2 separate regions of the Mus musculus genome follow, and region 2 is linked to region 1. Evidence: chromatin contacts called from public Hi-C data. All regions are on one chromosome and are shown on one strand. The core of a region is the stretch at or near the end of the contact, and the rest is flanking DNA. Distances in the headings are between cores, read along the strand shown.

Region 1 (6,282 bases), core at 493-2,992:
AAATATGAAGAGAGAGACAATGAATACTTCCAAGAAGAGGGTTGAAAGTGACCATGGCCTCTGTCTTGTTTGTCCTTCTTTCAACCCAGACTTCTCTGCAGGGAGCCAATTTTGAAGTTGGCCAGTAGAAAAGCCTGTTCTGTGGAAAACATCTACTGTAAAACAGCAAGTACCTAAGATCCTCAGTATAGCAACCTCAGAGGAGCTGAAACCTTGTGTGTGTGAGTGTATACACACACACACACACACACACACACACACACACACACACACACGCATTGACATGAGTATGTCTCCTTTCAACCTGAATCATATTTGCAGCAACTTAGTTTTATTTTACTTTTAAGGGCCCTACTGAAATATTTTTGAGATAACTAAAATGAAGAGAATTCTAATATAATCTAAGTTTCTTATACTAGTTTCAACTTATACAGCAAAGGCAATCTTTCATTTCTTTATGGTTGCTTAGCTCCCCCATGGATAGTTTAGATGTACTGTATATCAGCAAGAGCTTTGGTTTTTGGCGTTGACAGAGAGGAGGACAAAGCACTATTTTCAAAAACGTGATTCAGTCAAAATTTGCAGTGCTTTGTTCACTTCCTAAAGACACCCTCACTTAGGAAATGTGTATCAAGAAACACAGTTATGTTAAGACTTTGAAAGTGTAGACACAAAGAAAGAATATTTAGTGAAACTGGAATTTTCTCTGCGAGGAAACCCAACAGAATGGATGAGAAGACCTGAAGGGTTCTTGAAAACAGAGCAAGAGAATCTTCCAAAGTAGAGGAAAGACTTTCAGAACATTCCCACTTGGGCCTTTACCCACTGTGATGAACGAGCTATCTGCTTAAGAGAAATGCTGTGGCCATCAAGTCCATTGGATGCTCCTGACAATTAGATGTCTGTCTCCATTTGAACTACTCTACTATTTTTTTTTTCCAAACAAAAAACTCTGACATCTTATTCTGCTCATTGGTGCAGGATTAAATTAAGGGGAAGATTTCCTTCTGGTCATCTTCCCTTACTTGACAGCTGCTCCCCTGACTTGGGACCACTGATGAGCAATTGATGATTTTTAATAAGAATCCACCAAATCAAGTGTTTTTTTTTTTAAGTTTCCTAAATGACTATCCTTATTTTCAAAGTAATCAGTGTTACCTGGACTTTATACTTTTCTGAGGCCTCCATGTGCGCTGAGATTATCAAAAGGAGGAGAAAGATGGACACAGAAGCTCAAGAAGAATCATTTCCCATTTCCAAGAGTGGTTAGGAGAGGAGGAAGTAGATCCTATGGGCCAATGTAGCCCATAATAGAAAGGGTTAGGTTTGGGTTATGGTTATGACACTGCCTAGAATAGAAAGCTATTTGTGGGCGGGTTGTTTGTGATATATCATCTTCCCTACCCACCTGAGAATGAATGATGCACATCAGCTACCAAATTCCATTACACACGCAAAACTCAGCTTTTCTCTGCCCTTTCTTCTCTTTCTTGCTACCAATACCCCAAAGCCAGGACTCAAGGCTTCTAGACACCACCAGATGAGTCAAGGTACTGCGGCCCAGACAAAGTAAGCATTGGCTCTGTCACCACACAGACACGAAGGCATCCGAGAAACCACAGCCCTCTGGCTCCCCTGCCCCTGCCTTCTTAATCAAACTGATGCAGAGGGTGTGTACAGAACTCATTCAGGGCGCACAAAAAGCACGCTGTTAAAATGCCTCGCAGCAGTTGGCCTGCAGAAAGGCCCATTGAGCTGTGATTCACTGAGGAAAAGGAAGGGTCCGAGGGCAGCCAATCAAAGCCTGACCCGAGAAGCTTGGCTCTTACAGGAAGCAGCCTAATTATGTTACTGTAATCCCCGGGTTTGCATTTTTCAGCCACCTCACAGACTTCAATGATTATGTAATTACGGAAAACTTCACAACAAACACGGAGATTCCTTCTGGAGGCCACATTGGAGACTGAAATGTGCATTAGAGTGTGGGAGGAACGCACACAGCTCACAAAGGGGAGAGCAAAGAGATTTATTGAACTTAAAAGGCCACATTTTAAAAGGGCCTCTACCAGACCTCCCTTTTCGTGTGCACATTTTTTGCACCTGCAACTGTTTGTGGGCTCGAGAGCAATAGCCCTCCCCCCTTTTCCCAAGAGACCACACTTTAATGCCTTGGCCCCAAATGTGTCATTTTCCTGCCAGGGGGGGAGAAATCAAAAGAAACCAAGTTTTTAGAACTTTGCTGTAAAGAAAATAATAGTTCTGAGAAGGATTGGAGCCACATTTTCAGGTTAGACACAGTTGTTAGAGAGATGTCAGAAGAGAAAACCTCCCTCTTCACTTTCCTTCCCGACTCTAAGTTCTGTGTTTCCATGGGTTCTGGGTGACATCTGTAGCATCCATTTTAGTGTGGGCTGCAGCAGGCTTTTGACTCTGAAGCATGTAACTGAACTCAGACCACAATGTTCAAAGTCAAGACAGCAAATGGACCTTTCTGATTCTTCCCAGAGAAGATGCCATATAAATTATTTCCATTAAAACAAACCTTTGATACCATAAGTGAATTGTGGAATTTTGGTAATGATGCTCATGAATGAAGTGCTGACAACTGGTCTTGCTTTAGATGGTGTTTGTGGGTAGGGCCCGGGTGAGAGCAGGGATCAAAACTCAGTTTTGGCCATCGATCCACTTCCTCCCTCCCCCACCACCCACCTCATATATTGAGATGAAAGTTAGGGCACAAAGTCTCGTTTAAATCATTATGAACTGTTGCATTCAAAGAGGCATCTGTGAACTTTTATAAGATTGGCCACGATTTGCCCAATTATTTCTCCATTCTCTATACACAGAATAGAAAGTTCCAGATCAAGGGTCACAATTGAAACAAAAATCCTCATGTACATATGAGCTAGAATGCATTACTAAATAAAAAATACAACAGAGCCCTTCCATGCATATAATAGCAAAAGCATGAACTTGATCAAATAGATGAGAGGAACAGATGTAGTAGGTCAAGTATACTTAGCTTGCGTTGGTATAACATGGAAGATACTGAAGATCTTCCCCATGGAATGAATCTTCAACCTTAAAGACATAGGATTCTCATACATCTTGTAAAATGCTAGTGAGTCACACAGTCAGATAGCTGGAGGCTCTTAGAAATAAGATCTATTCATCTCACTGGAGAGAAATAAATTATTGTCTCAGAGAAAGAGTTCTTTTGCTTTTCATTACATGGCTCAATCCAGTTTTGAAACAGGTTTAGGTACCATGGAACACACCTAATATATTCTTTAGTTCAGCTTCTTATGGGAAAAATGAAGGAGGGCATTTGAAGCAATGGACGGGACTGTGTACAGGGGGAAACAGAAAGGCTCGGAGAGCACACACAATGTTTTGGGGATCAGAGAAGTGGGAGGAGAGGAGATTGTAGAGACTCAGGAGAGCATTGGGGGCTATAGGCTTGAGCAACTCAGTGGGGATTGAGGGCTCCCTTGAACATATGGCCTGCCTGACCTGCCTGGGGTCAAAAGGAAGCCTATCTTGAAAACACAATGGGGGAGCTTAGAGTTAAAGAAAGCAAGGGCAGGGCTCCTGGGAGGATTTCTCTTTACATGAGTAGGTTACCCAAGGAAATCTTCTAGGCCTATGCTCCTGAATAAAACACTTCTTCCTCCTCTGAGCGTACAATGGAGAAAAGGGCCAAGAATCTTGGGCAGCAGTGAATCCACTAGGAGGAAGCTTCTGGAGGGACTCATACCCTTGGAGCTAGAGTGGAGATTCAAAGATGTCCACTATTAGTTCTGTCTAGGCTCCAAGTACAGATAGCCAGAGGCATCCCAACACATCTCACCTGAGGAGGCTTGCTCTGTGGAGACATCCCAACACATCCCACCTGAGGAGGCTTGCTCTGTGGAGACATCCCAACATATCTCACCTGAGGAAGCCTGCTCTATGCATGGATTTCTTCTCTCCTAACTTGAAAAAAACAATAGGAATGGATAAAGGAGCTGTGGCCTAGAGTTCTGATGACAGAAAAACAGTTTATTTAGTTTTACCAAGGGGAAGAACAGGTCTTTTCTTCCTTCCTTCCTTCCTTCCTTCCTTCCTTCCTTCCTTCCTTCCTTCCTTCCTTTCTTTTCTATTCTTCCTCCTCCTCCCCTTCCTCTCCCTTCTCCCCCTTCTCTTTATTATTCAATTTTTGACCAAAATATTATTTGGATTTTTCCACTTCAGCTTTTCAGTAGTTTACGACGCCTTTCCAGCAGGCCTCCCTCCTAGAAGATGGCTGTTCCTAAAGTGCCCCCATTCCACAGTTCCACTTCTGCTGCTGGAAAGCAGAGCACATGGTGACCCTAGGAGACCTGTATCAACTTTTCCATGGACAGCCTCTTCTTGAATTCTTGAATACACAAATAAATGTGGAGCCTTAGTTTTTTACTTCCCACCCACATGGAAAGTGTATCGAAAGCTGCTCCTCCATAGGCCGGCTGGAAAAGGAGCAACAGGATCGCTAGACAGGATATGGTGTCAGATCGATGTCATCCTATTGCTGCAGACGGTTTGACCTGTTTGGGTCGTTTCTCCCTCACTTTCTCCCAGCACTATAGGGCTTTAGGATTCAGGATTCTTTGAGCAGTATCGCCCTTGCAAGGTCCACCGCTGACTTACTGGGGAAGTTGAAGCTCCCAGAACTGGCTGCTGGACCCCTATTCCCAGGCTTGAAGAATCTGATTTTCAGCTATCTTTGTCATAACCCCAAGGCTATTACTACTTGCTGTACCTTCCAGGTTATCTGTCTGCAACTGGGAAATCCCACTAGCTACTTCCTGAAGACAAACTTTCTGCTTGAAGAGAGGAGGTGGGGAGGTCAGTCTGACAGAGTCTGACAACCTCTTTCTGATGAGTAGTTTAGGAGAAACGCCTAAGCTACTTTGCTGAGAGATGCTCTTAGCCTCCCTGCCCTAACCTGGGCCCTGCCTGTTCCGCATGTGCTTCAGTATTCCTGGTGAATTAGAAGTATCAGCTATTTCTCCTTTGCTAGGAATAGTCAAGCTGACAATTCCTCAAATAATGCCAGTATTTACATGCAAAAGAAAGCTGAGTCACTATGAGTTTGTGGTTCAGGTTTTGCTGGTATGTTCAGCGTGTTTACTAAGTGACCATTTTATCCAGGGAAAGCATGGTAAGAGATGTCCTTAGGAAATTATAAAATAACAATAACAACAACCAATAGGTTCCAAGCCCTGGGGAGTAGAAGAAGTTATATGTATTTAGGACATTACATAGAATGTCTGTATGACAAAAGTCCTCATTTTGCTTTACATTCAAATGATTGTATCAATGTATTAACTTGTCATAAGTTAGTTTGCATTTTAGGGTATAATTCTGAACAAAGTGCTCCTTTTAGTTAGGTCCATACATATCAGTATAAAAGGGGAGAATGAGTTAAAGCTTGATGTTTCTTTCTCACCAAAATTAACTTGTTAAAATACTGGAAGCCTAAATAAATGTTATTTCAAAATATTTTTCTCTGATACATTAATCAAAATAAATACCTGAAAGAGCCATCATATTCTTTTAGTTTGTCATCTTGATTTTTGTCAATGAGGAACGATAGTAATAAAATAAAGGAGGAGAGAATATCAAGGGATAACCTAAAGCTTTTGTTCTGGAGGTCAGGTGACAGCAAGAGCCTGCAAATGGATCTGTAGAGCATCGGTCAGACAACAGCATAAAAGCAAGCTCTGGAGATGGTTGGGAAGAAAAGAGTAGGGAGCCCCACAAATGTCAGGTCTGGGAAATGAACCCTTTTAAATACAGCAATTTGGGGGGAAGTTCAGACTGCCCTCTTTGAGCTCATTCACATTATGATGGTTTTATGTTTGCCATGTGTAAAGGAGAAACGGTCTGGCAGACTGTTAAAGAAACATGTTTCTTAGGCAACAGGAGGGACCCAGCAGCCCTTTCCAGGCTTGAAATTCTAGTCTGAAGCAGGAAAAACCAACATATGATATAGCATATGAGTTAAACTGCATCTTAAAGTACATCTAAAATGAATCCGGTCAGAATAGCAACAGCTCCTTTTGATACATAAACTTACATTTTTGTAAAACCCAGATACTGGGTACTCCTGACTCAATGGTTCCTCTGGGCTGATTGGTTGGCTGCCTTACTGGTACATGCATGCAAGCATTTCCATGTCTCCATTGTCTAGTACTATGTACTGGACTGGGCACTGCCCTCTGACTCCCTAACCATCTACCTATCTCCCAGATGTCCCTA
Region 2 (5,604 bases), core at 2,324-4,823, 160 kb before region 1:
TCGTGATTTGTGTCATCAAGCACAGAATGGCCTCACACAGCTGGTGGCGTTCACACGCAGCTCTTATGGTTTATTTAAGAAGTGAGGCACGAGTGACAACCTGGTGTGGAAACACGCAGGCCAAAGCACCAGTAGTCATGCCGACTGCAGCGTAAGGGCAAGACAGAACAGTCCACTGCTTGAATGGAAATGCTCATTTGCTTGCGCCCAGAGCGGTCCCCAGAACCCAGCCGGCACTTCTCTCCGTTTTCTGGAAGAGGTTTCTAGGTGTTGGAAGTGTATGGGGTTGTGTTTGTACCTTCAGGTTCTGTGATCCTCCTGTAGATTCTGATTGCTCACCTGCTTAAGGGATAACCATCTTGGCTGTCCCCAGGACTCTCTATAGCTCATACTGAACAATCTGGATTTAAAGATAACACAGGAAAACTTCATCACTTGCTCTCTATGTCTCAACTAGGGGGTGGGGACGGGTGGGAAGCAAAATGGCTATTCCTCACACACCAACTCTTTCTTTTTCTTTCTTTTTTTTTTTTTTTTTTTTTTTTTTTTTGGTTTTTCGAGACAGGGTTTCTCTGTATAGCCCTGGCTGTCCTGGAGCTCACTCTGTAGACCAGGCTGGCCTCGAACTCAGAAATCCGCCTGCCTCTGCCTCCCGAGTGCTAGGATTAAAGGCGTGCGCCACCACGCCCAGCTATACACCAACTCTTTCTAAAGAGGACATCTAAGGCAGTAGTGTTCAACTCGTGGGTCAATGGGGGGAGGGGTTGTCAAACCTCCCTTTCACAAGGGTCGCATACCAGATATCCTGCATATCAAGTATTTACATTAAGATTCATAACAGGAGCAAAATTAGAGTTATTAAGTAGCAACAAAATAATTTTATGGTTGGGGGTGACCACAACCCTATTAAAGGAGCGCATCCTAGGAAGGTTGAGAGCCACTGGTAAGGGTTTGGCGTCTAGAGGATAAAGGAAAGGACACATTCACATCCCACCACCCAGGTGCCTGACAGGAAACCCTGCAGTTCTGATCATCAAACTTTGAAAGCCCGCACCTCAGGAACTGTGTGCGCTCTGATCATTTCTCACCTTTCGAAAGTAGCCCGATTTTCACAGGCAATCCCTCACTGGTATTATCCAGTAAGACATAATGGCATTTGGCCAACTCCTAAGTTACAGCCCTTCAGAGTCTCAAAGTTGAATGTACTGCCCTCTGCTGGCCGGACTCAGATTTGTTCCCTGCCTTAACTTGGGGTGGCTCCTCTCTGTAAGCACTAGACTTTCACTCCTATTGGTAAGTACAGATGATAGCTTTCTTGACCAACCTGTTTGTCTCTGCCTGGCTTTGATTACACGGCGGGCAGCGAAACTTTTCATCTGAACAGAGTGTAGGAAGTGCCTGTTTCTTAGGTCGTTTTCTTGCAAATGTTTTCTAAGACTCCTGGAAAGTGAGGCTACTGGACTCACGGCCCAATAATCTCTATAGCTCTGCTTTCTGCCACGGGTCTGGTCTGAGGTTTTACTCTATTTTTCAAGCCACAGACTCTGGCTTGGTCCTTGAGTATATTGTTGTCTGAACCTTACAGGGAAAGATTCCCCCTGGGATTTCTTGTTTTTTCTATGACATCAAGTGTGTCCAGCCTGTTTTGGTGGAGACTTTTCCCACAGCTCCCTCAAGAGCTTTCTCCCTTGTGCATACCTCAGGATGAATGTCTGTCTCCAGATTTCTCTAGGATAAAGGCACAACTTTTTAAAAGATTATCTAGTAATGAATCGATTTACTGTTATAATACACAATAAGTGAGAAATGCATTATTGAGAATTTTTTTTGTGGTTTTTTTTTGTTTTGTTTTGTTTTGTTTTGTTTTGTTTTTAGAGACAGGGTTTCTCTGTATAGCCCTGGCTGTTCTGGAACTCACTTTGTAGACCAGGCTGGCCTCGAACTCAGAAATCCGCCTGCCTCTGTCTCCCGAGTGCTGGGATTAAAGGCGTGTGCCACCTGGTAACTTACAATGTCTCAATAATACTTTTAAAATGTAATAAGGGTAGAGTCTCCTTTGCTTTCTCTAGCCTTTCTTTGCCTTCCTGCGTTTAGATATTGAGTAATCCGTGAGTTCTTGGCCTCCTCTCCTCTCCTCTCCTCTCCTCTCCTCTCCTCTCCTCTCCCTCTCCTCTCGCTGGCCTACATTCCACTGAAACCTACTGTTCTTCAGAGTAACATCTAAGCTCGCACTCTGAGGTTGACCTGTCTTTTGCTAAAAGGACTTCAAAGGTCCCCATTTCTTATATATATTCGATCTTCTCATTTGCATCAACCTTTTTTATTTTTTTTCCAAGCATCTCTCAGGGGGGAAAATGATCCTTCGTATGCACACATGAGCACACCCAGGAAACTGGACAGAGGAGCCATTCCAGGTTAAATACAAATACCAGTCAAAGGGCAGAACTTCACCTTGTTTTTCCTTTAATAATAAAAGTCCGTTTCAAAGCAGATAGTCACTTAACATACCCATGTATATAACATCTGGGTAGAAGGGACAGAAAAAGCAAAGGAGTCACAAAATATATGAAAACCTCCTAAGCTGAAATCTCAAGAATGAGAAAGGCTGAAATGGTTATAGCTCTGGAGGGAGGGCTGGGGAGGGAAGACACAGTGGTAGATATTTAGGGAAGATGCCTTGGGAGCTAAGAGCAAGGTATACAATGGAGGCAATGTGAGAGGGCGGTGTGGCTGGTGCGCATGCGCAGAGCAGTGCAGGCACTGGGAGAGAGAGAGAAGCTGGAGGAGAAAACAAGTCTCCTATATTCCTTGTCAGAGGGGAGCTAGAGCAATTTACTTCAGAGTAAATCACTTCTACGGTGTGTGAGTCTGATAATATTATTGATATGACCAAAAATATGAACGGGGGCAGACCTGCTGTAATGAGAGATCAGGGACCCAGGGAACAGACAACGCGTTTCCTTCTTAAGTCCTGGGATCGAACAGCTTCAAGTCAGCAGTACCCAGAGGCAAGAAAGAGGGAAGATGGCTCAGCATCTTGCAGAGCCTGGCTGCCTAGCATAGATGCTTGGATTCTAGTGTTACCACCTGGCAAGTAGGAGGGGAGACAGGGTTATGAGCAGGTGTTTTTTATGGGTCAGGCCTGAAAGTAGCACACATTATTGCTTCGCTTCTGCTCCATTAGTCAGATCCAGTCTCGTGGCTACCCCAGATTATAAAGGAACCTGAAAACTGGGGCCTGCGTGTGACGAAGAAGAAAAGAAGATGGGTTTCAGGGACACTGGCAAGTAAGCCCCTGCCTCAGAATGGGAAACCCCTGCTCACTTCCCCACTCAGCCTTTGGTCTGTTGCCTCAGCCTTCCTCACATCTCTTGTCTCCGTCCCATGTCTAATCCCTTCACACCAGTGTATTGAGGCCCTCTTGGGTTACTTCTGTCAACCCTAGTCCTTCTGCCATGTAATTTTTTATGCTTTGGTCAGCAACGAGTTGTTTGTTTGCCCAGCGTGCCCTGCTCTGAGGAAACAGTCCAGCCTTGCTGGTCAGCTGGAGTAACTAGCCATGCAGGTTGGTGAATCAGCAGGTGGCACTCGGTGTCAGCAAGACACCCATTCTAAAGCCACACACAAGTAGTGAACGCCTGGGTTCAGTCACGCTCAGGGGAGCCAAACACTGGCTCTCGTGACCTACTTCCTCAAGACTCGACTTTCAAAAGAGTGACTACGCCCAGGCTGACCAGAGGGTTGTTAAAAACAGAGATGTCAACATGCTCTGAACTGACTGCCAACAAAAACATTCCCTTTGTGTCGCGGCTTTCTTCACAGTGCACTCAGGAAGGACAAAGAAGTTTGACCTGTCTGGGTTGGAGGGCGGCAAGCCGCTGTCCTCAGAATTTCTCTCTAGCAGGTGAAGAAAGAGGAATGGGTGTTTTAAAACGAGAGTTGAGGTGACTGCCCGCACAGGTACTAATTAGCCCTAGTTGCTGTTAGGAAACTGGCTCCCTTCAAAGGCTTCATTGTTTGGCTGCTTCTTCCCTCCACCTGTGTCACCTGCTCCTTTCACTCCACAGCACGTCTAGGGTGTTCTCCCCAGCACTGTAAGGCGCAGATGAAAGTGGTCAAAGGAAAGATCTGGAGATGGAGGCTCTTCATTGAGCCTCGCAGCTAACGCTGACATTGACGGAGATAAGAAGGGACAGGGAACCAGGAAGCTCTTATCTTTGTCTGCCTGTGGCTCTGTTTCTCTTTGCTTACGTCCAAATTCAGACGTTTAAAGATCATATGTCTACGCTCGTGACTCATAGGGTCCTCCGCCATCAAGACAAGCAAATAGTTTCATAGGTAACGTGTCTAGGATAATCTGAATGCTAGGGCTCTCCTTTGCCTTCATTTAAAATACAGGCTCCTAGAAATCCAAGCAAGGGATGGGTTCTCCCTGATGCTAGTTTGCATTGTAATGATCAGAGATTAGTATTTTTCCATCACCTAAAACCATCACCATCCTTTTTTTTTTCTTTTTTTCTTTTTGGTTTTTTGATTTTTGGTTTTTCAAGACAGGGTTTCTCTGTATAGCCCTGGCTGTCCTGGAACTCAGAGATCTGATTGTTAACCATTATTCAGATCTAGCAGTCTCTGTGGGTACAGCAGTACTTTCGGTCTCACTGCCCATCTTAAAAATATATGCATTTCCCTAAACTTCTCTTCCAAGAATTCCCTTTTCATTTACCTCAATTAGGTGCTTTATTGATAGATTGATAGGTTGATTTTTTTTGTTTGTTTTTTTGTTTTGAGAGAATGTTTCTCCATGTAGCCTTGGCTGTTGTGGAATTCACTGTGTAAACCATGCTGGCATCAAACTTAGAGATCTGCCTGACTTTGCCTCCCACCTGCTGGGGTTAAAGGCATGGGCCACCATCACCACACCATGCTTTTTATTTTATTTTGAATTATATGTATGTGTATCTGTGTCTGTGTGGGTTTCTGTATGTGAGTGTGGGGACCTGTGAAGGTTAGAGAGCCACTGGAGAGGGGGTTACAAGTGGTTGTGAGCTTCCTGACACGAGTTGGGAATCAAACTCAGGTCCTCTATAAAAGCAGCAAGTTCTCTTAACTGCTGAGCCAACTCTCCAGACCCCTGCGGCATGATTTTAAAATACATTGTACTTGTAGCATAGATGTAGATGGATACTAGAGCATGCAGGAGAAGCCATATAATTAGGAGTTTTAGAAAAACCACGTATCAGTGGCTTAAATGAGGAAAGGTTTGTTTCTCTCTTTCGTTTTATGTCCAGGGCGGGTAACACAGGGCCTCGCTGCATATTTAGTCAGCCAAGGACCAGATCCAGTGCTCCAGTGTGTGCCATGACCATCCAGTTTGAGAAAACAGCTAAACACATCTCAGAAATCTCTACCAAGAACTGTGTGTTGCTTTTGTTCGTGCTAGGTTGACCGAAGGAAAAGGCAGGGCCACAGCTAATTGCAAACCAAATAAGAATGGTTAAAAAGGTGAGCACCTCCTTCCATTTAGATGCATCTCACACCTTCAAGGCTGCCACACACCTTAGAGAGGCAGAAAGGGTAGGCAATGTCTTTATAGACACATAATAC

Evidence for each region. Hi-C and Micro-C count contacts between places; a contact is called where the count stands out from the background.
Region 2: a Hi-C map of uterus shows a contact between it and region 1, with 3 times the contacts expected there. The contact joins two enhancer-like sites. A contact is called at or near these places in 2 of 484 Hi-C or Micro-C datasets (epidermal suprabasal cells and uterus) and 1 of 115 datasets of contacts at active chromatin or transcription factors (pancreatic cancer cells).

The regions. Positions count from the first base shown.
Region 1 is chr10:44,882,946-44,889,227 of GRCm38.p6, reverse strand. No RefSeq gene overlaps it. Among named protein-coding and RNA genes, the nearest start is that of Gm40638, 57 kb to the left of the region's middle. Within about 2 kb of position 1,742, at least 56 of the 459 cell types and tissues checked have an H3K27ac peak or open chromatin away from gene starts, as enhancers often do. A contact at or near this core is called in uterus, where this site is marked.
Region 2 is chr10:45,046,915-45,052,518 of GRCm38.p6, reverse strand. No RefSeq gene overlaps it. Among named protein-coding and RNA genes, the nearest start is that of Prep, 17 kb to the left of the region's middle. Within about 2 kb of position 3,573, at least 85 of the 459 cell types and tissues checked have an H3K27ac peak or open chromatin away from gene starts, as enhancers often do. A contact at or near this core is called in uterus, where this site is marked.